Linked DNA regions of Sus scrofa: all the other regions are linked to region 2. The links are chromatin contacts, called in public HiChIP or PLAC-seq maps. All regions are on one chromosome and are shown on one strand. The core of a region is the stretch at or near the end of the contact, and the rest is flanking DNA. Distances in the headings are between cores, read along the strand shown. Region 1 overlaps TPRG1 (tumor protein p63-regulated gene 1 protein). Region 2 overlaps TPRG1 (tumor protein p63-regulated gene 1 protein). Region 3 overlaps LPP (lipoma-preferred partner). Region 4 overlaps TPRG1 (tumor protein p63-regulated gene 1 protein).

Region 1 (2,811 bases), core at 176-2,675, 230 kb before region 2:
CACATACCAACTCTGGCTTCAAAAAGTTCAACTGTTTTCCATAGCCCTTATGAGAAATGAAAAAAATCTCACCTGGTCTAAAAAGCTCTGCAGGGTCAGGTCTGACCTATGTCTTCAACTTCATTTCAGGCCAGGCCTCTGCACGCCCTTCTCCTTGATCTTCTTTCAGTTTCTTGGACTTACGATGCCTGCTCCTACTGAAGGGACTTTGCACATGCTGTTCCCTTTGCTGACCATGTTCTTCCTGATCTACTGTACCTACTTAGCGCCTATAGTGCTGAGCTCAATTACTCCTTTCTGTGGCATTACACTTTTCCAGATCTCTGTGACCACTTCTCTTCTTTCTAATATAGACTTTAGAACAGCACATTTCTCCTTCACTGTACTTATCTCAGATGCAATTTTATAGTTACTTCTATGATTACCTAATTAATGTCAGTCTCCTACACTGTACACTTCACAGAGTCAGTTCTTTGCTTTGTGTCTCCAAGGCAATAGGTACCCAAAAAATGCTTCTGAAATGAATTAATGAAAAATTAATGAAGAATTAATCATCTCTGTGAAATGCAACCTACATGCTTTGCCTCATTCTGCTTGAAGAATCCTATACTCGGGTTTACACATTGAAATATGCCCCCATAAAATAGCACATTTTTAAAAAAATCAGTAACATTGGGATAATGTTCATGCCATAAAGTGAGACAAAGCAGAATACAAAATATTACCTTCAGTATAATTCCAATTTTGTAGCAACAACAAAGTACATAGATGAAAATGTTAATACTTATTTTTTCTGAGTGATGGGATTTCCAATGACTTTCACTTCTTCTCATGCTTTTTTTTTTTAGCCAGAGTTTAATTTTTATGATAAACATTCTAGTTTTATGAGAAAAGAGATATTTTGAAATAAAAAATCACTATCCTTCAAGTTCCCAGCTTAAATGCTACCTATTTAATGGCACCTTCCCCTCACGTCCCTCACCTTCAAGTAGATGTCATCTCTTGCCTTTAAATACACAAAAGCCTTTATCAGTGCTTCCATTGTGGTCTTAGTCACAATTTCCTGTACTTGTCCTTCTCTTTCTCCCACATTTGATGAGAGGCCCTCTGGGGGTAAAGACAGCACCTGAGTCCTATCTGGGTCCATTACTGTGCCCAGCACAGAGCCAAAGAGAGAGCAAGGTCTTAGCAAATCAACAGAGTACGGAATAAAAATATTAGAATAATAAGATTCATCTTCTCGGTTATGAGAGCCTGTCTTTCCTGGCAGACGATTTGCCACACCCTTCCACCACACATCCATTCATCCTCAGCTCTCCCTTCATCACCCTTTTGACAGGGAGGGAACCTAGACCTCCTCATGGAAACTGGGAACCTAGTTGCTCCAGGAGATTTGCAGTTTCCTGGGATTACAACAGTTTCGCCAGCAGAGGGCAACAGCGAACTAGCAATGACAGGCGGGACCCATCTGAGGAAGTTTCCAGGACCACCCCCTAACCCCCCAGTTACTCAAATCTTCCCAGATGCTTCCCAGTGGCCCTAGGCCTAACAATACTTTCAGTTGCTCTTTTCAGGCTGTGTCAAATCAATTTGTGGTTTGGAAATAATTTTTCTCCCCCAAATATTTTCTTCTATCATTCCCCCGGACACGTATGCACATGCATGCACACGTGTGTAGGCCGTACATGTGCGCATACCACTCAGTGAGATATCTTCCCTGATATTGAATAGAGTGGTTATACTTGATTTAAAAATCAATCTTCTTTCCTGTGACCCTCTAGCTTCCTAGCACAACCCAGCCCTTGAAAGAAGACGACAGTATATTGGCTAGCCAGGAATCAGCAACTCGGGAGGAAAACACTGAATCATTCATTCCACACATATTCCCTGAGCACCCACTGGGTTCCAGGCTCTAAAGAGAATCCAATTTGGGTTTGCTATTCAAACACAAACAGATGAAAAATGCATGGCACTGAAGCAAAGTAATTTCCCTCTCCCTGAGTTAAGTGAAGTCTTATAAAACCTTTAGCTAAATAACCCACATGCAACTCTTTCAATCATTTGGTTACTCTTTCCCTGGGCCTCTCCAAGTTGTTTAAAATAGGGGACCCTCCAAGTAAACACAGCATTCTAATAAAAACCCGATGTCCATAAACCTTCCCTGTTCCTGTCCCCTGAATTGACTTCCTGTGGTTCGTGTTTTTCCCCACTACTCCATGCAGCCAGTCATGTATCAGGCCCTGTGAGAGCTACCAGGAGTCCTGAGAAAAGCATTCAGCTCTTAAGGGATACATGGTTCTCTGAGATATGGGATGAAATCCCCCATGAAAGAGTCGATGTGGGGTAATAAGACTGGATAATGACAATACAAGTCCACAAGACCACAAACTCAGGTGACTGGATTCCCAACCCACCGTCCCCAGGGCTGAGGAAAAGAAGCCCCAGGCATCTATCCAATGCCCTTAAAGAAGACCCTCTTACCAGCTTTTCATTTCCTGCTATTTGGTGAAGGAAAAGCACAAGTCACAAAGAAAGGACAATTCTTTGGAACATACACACACACACACACACACATAAACACACACACACAAAAAGACTCTCAGGAATATGTATTCATTTCTTCACTATGCCTTTAGCATGTACCAATATAGTACTAAATGTCCCCATAAAATATGGGGAGGATAAACCTGGAAACATTCATTTTTGAATCCACAAAGACTATTTTTTTTCCTGAGTAAGGGAATTCCTACCCTGAAGTTTCATACTGCTCCAGCTGATTGCAGAAAATGCAAAGGTCAACTTTTCCCCTGG
Region 2 (2,700 bases), core at 102-2,601:
CCGAGTCCCCAGGCTGTGGCCCCATTTCACCTCTGAGATTGCCAAGCCTGTCCCTACTACTTCTTGAGAGCCTACAATGTTTTCTCAGTTTTCATTCCTCCATCTGCCTTGGGTAGCCTGATTACAAAGAAAGGATCTTTAACAGATATATCAATTATGTAACATTTTTTATAACTGCTTTCTTGCCCTCCACTCACCTCTCCCTGGGCTCCCCAATGCAACCCTCTTCCAACTCAGAGAACATTTGACGCAAACTTGGCTCACAATGCATTTCGCAAACAAACCACAAAATAACATGATTGTAAAAATGTTAGCTGCAAAAGTAATAAATAAGGAAATAAATAAGTGCGTAACCACAGAGGCTTGTCTGGCTCCTCGGCCCTCTGACCACAGCAAGGCCTTCTGCTGCCTGTCCTTACTAGCGGGGAGGCCAGGAAACTGGAAGACACTCCTTCCTTGCCCAGGGGTCCCATAGTGGAAGTTTCAGAGGAATTGATTTTTTTTTTTTCCCCTCTCTCGTGTGAGGTATGGTTCTACGCCAAAGCTATCCAATGACAAAAAACATCACCAGAGAATGAGAAAGATGGGCTTCATACCACCCACCACCAGTCACGGCAACGCTGGATCCTTAACCCACTGACCAAGGCCAGGGATAGAACCCATAGCCTCATGGATACTAGTCAGGTTCATTAACCACTGAGCCACAAGGGGAACTCTTACCAATCCTGTCTGAGCACATGTTAGGGGTCAGGCTCTGGACCTCAGTACTTTCCCAAGATATCTCTTTAGTAATCCAGAGAAGTGGACAGGGTTAGTTCCATTATGCAGATGAGGAAACCAAAGCCCATCCAGAAACAAGTAGAGGTCAGACTATGACATTTCACAGATGATATAAAATCTCCCTAACAACTGGAGTGGGGGAAAGAGTTTAGGATAAATGTGTGTGATTTTTTTTTCCTCTGCTTTCAAGCCTGGCTGTTGATATATCTTCATTTACAAGGATTTTGAGATTAAAACAACAAAGTACAAACAGTGGGCTTGCCAAGTTTTTTACTAACTTTTACTTTGAAATCATGATGACCCAAAACTCCTCTTCACCAGAAAACTTCTGTGGCTTATGGATTCTGCCAAGAGTGTGACCAGGACAGTCCAATCAAAGATGAAATGGGAGGCTGAAAGCTGGGCCTGAGACTGAATCATAGAGTGCACAATTTTCAATCCAGAGCCCAGAATCCAGTATTTAGTAATACTGTATGCCCTAGGACAGGCCTTACATATCAGGAATAGAAAACAGAATCCCTGATGTTTAATATTCACAGAGAGAGCAGGCTGCCAGGCACTTGAGTCAGACCCTGTACAACACACAACCACAAGCTGTTCACCACGTGGCCAAATGAATAGTGACCCTCCCCAGTGCTGGGCAGTGCACATGACCTGCAAAGCCATTCAAAAGAGGCTTTCTTCAAGGTGACACTAATTAAAAAAAAAAAATCAAGAAAAGCATAACTTCAAGTAAGGTAATAATCAAATGAGTACGGCAGATGTAGATGCAAATGATGCTTAGAGGTAGGGCTGGTTATAAGCACAGTGTATGGGCTGAGAATGGGACTGCTGAATTTACTAATCTCACATCAATTAATGTCCTTGGTTTTCACAACAACTCAATGGATAAGAGTAATTATCCCCTTTTTCCAAATGGGAAAACAGAGTTTCAAGGAAGGAAAGTGATTTTTCTAAAATCTCCCACTCTTAGGTAGGAAGCCAAGCCCACTGCCGGGGTCCCCAGGCCCAGGCTTGGAGTCCCTCCCCTGCCCCTCAATGCCATATTGGAAATGCAGCCAACGAGGGGCTACCAGCCTCAGTGTGCCAGGCTCTGGAGGGGAGCTGCTGAAAGCCACAGGCCTGGGAAGAAGGAAAAACAGCCTTATGAATGAAGGAGACATAGAGATGATAAGAAGGACACTGGAAGATGGGGGTATAACATAAAATGACTCACAGCACTTGCATTTATTAAAAGTCAAGACACATTATTCCTTCTCTAGAAGGTAGCATTGCAAATGCTGAAGGTTTTTGGCTTTAATACAAATTTTATTGTGACTCACTTGGGATGGAACTCTTTCTAAAATCAATTATGTGTTTGTCTATATTCTACAAAGCAGCACAAAGAATATAAATTAGCCATGTTCGAAGGGACTATAGGCTATCACTTTCTTCATTGAACTCTAATGTATGATGACATTCTAGAAGACTCTCTCAATTTAAAGGACTGCTTGACTTTCCCACTCAATCCAGATTGCTGTGATTTTTTTTCCACTCTTGAGGGTTTGTGGGAAGGTTTTGTTTTGATGTTCTGTATCCTCTCTTATCAAGCCGTCCACCTTGTACTTCTCTCCATTTTCAGGAGCCTGCCTGTAGCAGCCCCTTCTCCTACTTTTAATTTGCTGGATTTGGTTTCTTAAGTACTTACAGGAAACTAAATTTATGCACAGTTTATATAAACTAAAATTAATCAAGCTCAGAGTGAAGGACTCTAGCCCATCAGCAAACGGTGAAAACACTGCTGCATTAAGCTTGAGGCTTTCTTGTGGCTGTGTCCATGTCCTCTGCTCTGATCTGCCAAGTTCACTTGTGTTTTTCAATAAGTGGCCTTCAAGACCACTTAAGCAAAACCTCTTTCAGAAAACATCCCATGAGTCCCAG
Region 3 (3,016 bases), core at 378-2,877, 140 kb after region 2:
TGTCTATAAAAAAATGTTGAATATCCTAATAAAAAAGATGTAAAACAATAATTCCCCACGATGGAATCACAATTAAAAAATTTAATCACAATTAAAAAATCCAGGAGTTTCTGTTGTGGCACAGCAGAAACGAATCCAATTAGGAACCATGAGATTGCAGGCTCAATCCCTGGCTTCTCTCAGTGGGTTAAGAATCTGGCATTGTTGTGGCTGTGGTGTAGGCCGGCAGCAACAGCTCTGATTAGACCCCTAGCCTGGGGACCCCCATATGCGGCAGGTGCAAAAGACACACACACACACACACAGACGCACACACACACTGATGCCTAGGACCCACCTCCAGATATTCAGTCTGGGTTGCTGCCTGTGTATCAGAATTTTAAAAGCACCCAGGTAACTCTAATGTTTAGCTATAACTGAGAGCCAGTTTTTAAAGTGTGTTTCTTTTCAACCATTTGCTTCATTTATTTTAAATATACATGTTCAAAAAAGAATTTGACTTGAATTACATGTAAAAGTCAAATCCATTACGATTGCTGCAATTAAAATCTGAAAAAAAAATCAGAGACTACGAAGAAGAATGGAGGAGAGAACTGTACAGAAACCTAAAAAAAGATAGTTACTGTAGCACAGCATTAAATTTAGGTTTAAGCTTCCTGGTGGCCAGGACAAAGAAGGAATTTAATATAAAAATTATATTAAAGAAATCTAGAACTGAATTCTTAGAGAAGATTACCTTGCACATTTAAAGAATAACATAGTAGAAAACATCTTCAACAACACTTTCACAAAAAATACTAAGATAACTTTTCTTACACAAGTTTCTTAAACCGAGTTCTCATAAAAGCCAAAGGTAAAAATATAAGTAAATTATAAACTGTTAGATTTTAATTTTATGAAGCATTTCAGTGGCACACTGAGCTAAATGGTCCTGGCTTACTGTAGTTGACAATACAATTATATATAATAAAAAGGATTATTCAAAACATTGAAAATGAAAATGTGTATCCTTTTCATTGAGCTTCCATATATCTGAAACAGAGAAGACAATTTCTCAGTTTAGCACCTTCTAATACGTAAACTGACCAGATGAAGGAAATTTCAGTTGGGATATGCTAAGGAGTGGGGTATCTTGGGGAGATGAAAATACAAAAAAAGAACGAAGTAGGTTTTTTTGGGAAGAATATTCTACGTGAACTTTTGAGAACTGCTTTTCATCTTTTATCCCAATTAGTGCACCTAGATTCAGACAGCTGTAAACAAAAAGATACACACATACTTTTGTATTTTATCGACATTTTAGTGATAGATAACTTCCAACATATTTCGTAACTTCCACTATTTTAGTGATAAACATTTGACTCAAAAGAACTTGAAATTTTCAACTTGAGTCTCTTCTGATTTTTACTCTATTGCACACACACACACGCACACACAAATTTATAGGAGAGTAAAACATACCGGGGAGTAGAGTAGAGAAGTTTCACAAGGGAAAATTTTTGAACTTTAACACAGAAGCAATGATTTATTGCTAACAGTGTTTAATGTGAGGGCTTTAGAAATGTGCTTGCCACACTTCCTTGGGAGACTCTGCTAAAAACAAAACCAACCCTATTACATAACAGCGAAAATAACTCAAACCTTGTGGACTTTGCGTGTGTAGTTGAAGTCACAGACTCTATGTAACCTTTTGAAACCTTGACTCTGCTTCAAGCTTCAAGGGCATCAGGCTTCTTTTTCAGATAAGATGGCCAAAGATTATACATACATATATACAATTTAATCTCTGTAGGCTTTTAAATTGATGGCTGGCAGAGTTAATTGCTTAAAAGACAGGTTTGATCATGGGATTTCATGGCTCACAAACTTTCCTGTTGACCCCCAGAGGTGAGTACAGCATTCAGGACCCCCATGAGCCAGTCATAAATGATCCTTCTACCTTTGTTTTATACTTTTGTCTTTTTATATTCCTTCCTCACTGGCTGGATGCTCACCATCCACATGTTTAACTTTTCTGCCTCTAATCTCCCCTCAAGTTCTTCAATCTTTCTCCTCCTTTCCAACCAACATTATCTGTCAAAGAATCTACTCAGTCTTTAATACCCAGTTCCCACCTCCTCTACACAGTACTCCTAATCACCTAGTTAGCATAGGTCCCTTTCTCACCCCATTTTATATTTCTATTACAACCCTGTTCAAATTCAACTTTTATGCTTTTGTAAACAAATTAATATTTTTCCTTCCTATTACAAATTCCCAGAAGGTAGACCTTGCTGTGTGGGTCTTTGTAGCCTCTACAGCGAGGCATATTATAGATATTCAGTACATAGTTTTAAAAATGTTGTTGAAATCTTAAAACCAAAGTAATCAAATAAAGTCATACAGGAATAATAGAGACGGCAAAACTTTCATAAGTTATACCCATATAGAAATAACATATGTGTTGCAACTCTTTAGAGAAGAAAGAAAACAAATTCTTAAATTAGCTTCAACTGAATTCTCACGATAATTATCAGACAATTATCTTCATGGAAAATTATCTTTTCTTCCTACAACCTACAAAATAGATGCTGACCATACAAGGCTAGGAAAGAAGCTGGCATGTATTAAGTGTTTACAAGGAGTCAGGTCTTTCAAATATGTAATCCAGTAGTAATACTGCAAGGAAGAAACTTAACCCCTCCCACACTTTTTAAAATTTGAATTAACAGACCAAGAAATGTAAAAAATTTGCCCAAGGTCATGCTGCCAGAAAACAGTACAAACTCTAAACTGTAGAATTACAAAATCTACACAACTTCCACTCCACCAAGCTGCCTTTCATGTGTGTGTGTGTGTGTGTGTGTGTGTGTGTAAACACACATGAATTTCTCTTAAGATAAAAAAGTGAATAGTTCTTATTCTACCTTAAATTTTAGCTTTAGTGCAACATCTGTCCAACTGCCATGGAACTACAAAACCCTGGCATTTGCTTAGACATAAAGGAAGAAATAGCTCAAGAGAGAAAATAACAGTA
Region 4 (2,857 bases), core at 24-2,523, 150 kb before region 2:
TCAATGGAGGTTCATCAGTTGTAACAAAGGGCCACTCTGGTGAGGAAGCACTGATCATGGGGGAGGGTGTGCATGTATAGCTGTAGGGAGGATATGGAAAATCTCTCCTAATCTTCCTCTTAATTTTGCTGTGAACCTGAAACTGCTCCAAAAAAAATAGAATATTTTTTGGAGGTCTCGTGGTGGCACAGCAGAAACAAATCCAACTAGGAACCATGAGGTTCCCCTGGCCTCACTCAGTGGGTTAAGGATCCAGAGTTGCTGTGAGCTGTGGTGTAGGTCACAGACATGGCTCAGATCTGGCGTTGCTGTGACTGTGGTGTAGGTCGTCAGCTATAGCTCTGATTAGACCCCCTAGCCTGGGAACCTCCATATACCATGGGTGTGGCCCTAAAAAAAAAAGAAAAATAGAAATTTTTTTAAAATGAAAAATAGCAATTTTTGATTAAAAGATAGGAAAAGATCTGGAGCCTAATATATAAAGACCTATGTCAGGAGAGACAGGATAGAGTTACCTCTAAAACCAGAGCATGTGTGTCATGTTAGCTAAGGGACACTCCACAGGAGTAGGTATCAAACCAGGTTCTGCTGGGCCTTAGATATTGCCCCCAAAGCAGCTATATGTACCAAGGATGGGAGAGGTGGAGTGGGAGACAATTCTTCCACTTCCGTCTGAATATCCATGGTTTCACTTAGTTCACATAATGGATTTCCATAGGAGACTTCTGCTAACAAGAGGATCTGGATGCTTTGAAAGCATATATACAGACGCTTGTTGTCTGTATTGCTTTACCACCAAAATCTGACTCCATCTTTTTCCTTCTAACTAAACTTGAGCGGACTCACTGCCTTGCTCAGACATTCAAGGTCCTTCACGGTCTGGCCTCAACCTTCTTCCAGCTTTTACCTATAGCTGCTTTCCCATGTTCCTTTCTTACCAACCAGACTACCTCACAACTTACTCTTTACATTCCTAAAACGGTACTTTTCAAGTTATAATTACTTGCTAACATGTCAAGTTCTTCCATTAGACTGGGAGCTCTTCAAGGGCAAGGACCATGTTTTGTTCATTGCCTCTTTGTTAACGAACAGGAGGAAAAAGCCTGGCCCCTTCTCAGTTGTTTCTTGCAAGAACTCTCAAAAATGCAGTGACCAGAAGTTCCCACCAGATGGCAGTGTGTGGACATTTTTCCCCTTACCAATCAGAAGGGAGAGGAAGGGTTTACAGCAAATTGCTTTTCATTTCCGTCCTTGTGAGACTGACAAACAAATCTCCTCAGACATCAGGACTTGTAACTGGGCAGGTGAATTCACATCGCTGAATCAGAATCTCAGGTGGCCCTTGTATTCCCTAGATACCTCTTCTCTCTAAAAATATTCCTTCTGCAAGCTGAAAAAGGATTATACTGTTCTGTGTTCTAGGACGGAGGAACTTGGAGTTGAGTCTGATTGTCACAGGCACAAGGTGACCATGTTTTCAGCAGTGAGGAAAAATGGTCACCAACACCCACTGATTGCTGCCATCTGTTGAGGTTCCTTCACCTCCTGCCCACCCCCATCTGCAAGACCCAGGCTGCAAGCAAAAGTCAGCCAAACATGCCAGCTAACTTGTGAAAATGGCATCTTCTCTGCATTCTTGTTTCTTTTCCCATTTGAGACCACGGAGCTGGTTGGCTCAGGAGAGCTGCAGGTGCTCTAATCACAGAGCCCCTCGCCTCTTTACATGGGGACCCTGTGCTCTGCTCTGAGCTTCTCAGAAGCAAAGGGTTCCCAAATGGAAGACATTCCCAGTCCAAATGAAAAACAAGGAGAAACATACCCAAAGGAGCTCCCAACTAAAAATGCTCAGGGGAAAAAAGGACCTCACTTTCTCACTTCCATCTGTTTCTGTGTATCTCTACCCTCACCACAGTCTAAGAAGCCACAAACTTCCCTTCTTGCTCCTTTGAAATCTGCTGTGTTGCCTTGACAAACTAGATGCTCTAGTTTCTCTAAACGTTACTTATTCCTAGGGATTTCTCCATCCTCCACTGCTAGAGCAGAGGTTATAAGGGGATATGAGTCAATAACATTCTGGAGAGTTCAACCTATTTTAACAAAACCATCTTCCAAGTCCCTGTAGATGGGCCTCACTGGGCTGACTCTGCCCCACCCTGGGCAACAGGCTTCATTTAATGATACCAGGATGGTTAGCACCCAAGTTCTAGTGTCAGCAGACCTGGGTCAGATTCTAACTCTGGGTCAAATTCTGACTCTAATTGTGTGATCTTGTGGGAATTTCTTAGCCTCTCCAAATCTCAGCTTCCTCAGCAATAGAATGGGGAAAATATCTACACGTCACAGAGGGAGGTTGTGCCAATTAAATAAGGCAGGTAAAGAGTTTAGCATGGTGCCAGTTCAAAGGGTACTAAATAAATGCTAAGAATCACTGCTAGCATCAGCAGAAATACTCTGCAGAAGACACGGCTCCCTAGAAGTAATTCTTAGTGTTACACTCAGCACAGCTTCAGAAACATTTAAAGAATCCAAAAGCTCTTCACAAATCATGTCGGGACCCATCCCTTAAGTGAGATCCATATTGCTCTCACATACTTATTCTTTCTTTCAGTAGGACTTAGCTGAGTATATAAGCTGTGGCAAGCTCAGGCAAGGCCATGAAGACACCAGGATATATGAGACATGGTTTCTGTCCTCAAGGAGCTCACAGTGCACTGAGAAGCCCACCCCTAAGCAATTATAATATAGTGGGATCCGTGCTGTTATCTGGGTGTACGCAAAATACAGCAGACACAGAGGGAAGGACCCAGAGAACTGACCCACCTTGCAAGACACTGCTAGTCCTTTATGCTCTAAGCCT

Evidence for each region. HiChIP or PLAC-seq counts read pairs in DNA pulled down with a chosen protein or histone mark.
Region 1: a contact with region 2 is called in an H3K27ac HiChIP or PLAC-seq map of alveolar macrophages. The contact joins two enhancer-like sites. A contact is called at or near these places in 5 of 47 Hi-C or Micro-C datasets (embryonic fibroblasts, epiblast stem cells, fetal heart ventricle and 1 more) and 1 of 2 datasets of contacts at active chromatin or transcription factors (alveolar macrophages).
Region 3: an H3K27ac HiChIP or PLAC-seq map of alveolar macrophages shows a contact between it and region 2. The contact joins two enhancer-like sites. A contact is called at or near these places in 1 of 47 Hi-C or Micro-C datasets (liver) and 1 of 2 datasets of contacts at active chromatin or transcription factors (alveolar macrophages).
Region 4: an H3K27ac HiChIP or PLAC-seq map of alveolar macrophages shows a contact between it and region 2. The contact joins two enhancer-like sites. A contact is called at or near these places in 13 of 47 Hi-C or Micro-C datasets (alveolar macrophages, blood, embryonic fibroblasts and 8 more) and 1 of 2 datasets of contacts at active chromatin or transcription factors (alveolar macrophages).

Annotation. Positions count from the first base shown.
Region 1 is chr13:126,782,380-126,785,190 of Sscrofa11.1, reverse strand. The region is part of intron 4 of TPRG1 (tumor protein p63-regulated gene 1 protein); the gene reads right to left. Among named protein-coding and RNA genes, the nearest start is that of TPRG1, 250 kb to the right of the region's middle. Within about 2 kb of position 1,425, at least 3 of the 83 cell types and tissues checked have an H3K27ac peak or open chromatin away from gene starts, as enhancers often do. A contact at or near this core is called in alveolar macrophages, where this site is marked.
Region 2 is chr13:126,553,687-126,556,386 of Sscrofa11.1, reverse strand. The region is part of intron 1 of TPRG1 (tumor protein p63-regulated gene 1 protein); the gene reads right to left. Among named protein-coding and RNA genes, the nearest start is that of TPRG1, 25 kb to the right of the region's middle. Within about 2 kb of position 1,351, at least 9 of the 83 cell types and tissues checked have an H3K27ac peak or open chromatin away from gene starts, as enhancers often do. A contact at or near this core is called in alveolar macrophages, where this site is marked.
Region 3 is chr13:126,409,397-126,412,412 of Sscrofa11.1, reverse strand. All of the region lies in intron 8 of LPP (lipoma-preferred partner), which reads right to left. Among named protein-coding and RNA genes, the nearest start is that of TPRG1, 120 kb to the left of the region's middle. Within about 2 kb of position 1,627, at least 11 of the 83 cell types and tissues checked have an H3K27ac peak or open chromatin away from gene starts, as enhancers often do. A contact at or near this core is called in alveolar macrophages, where this site is marked.
Region 4 is chr13:126,698,892-126,701,748 of Sscrofa11.1, reverse strand. The region is part of intron 2 of TPRG1 (tumor protein p63-regulated gene 1 protein); the gene reads right to left. Among named protein-coding and RNA genes, the nearest start is that of TPRG1, 170 kb to the right of the region's middle. Within about 2 kb of position 1,273, at least 16 of the 83 cell types and tissues checked have an H3K27ac peak or open chromatin away from gene starts, as enhancers often do. A contact at or near this core is called in alveolar macrophages, where this site is marked.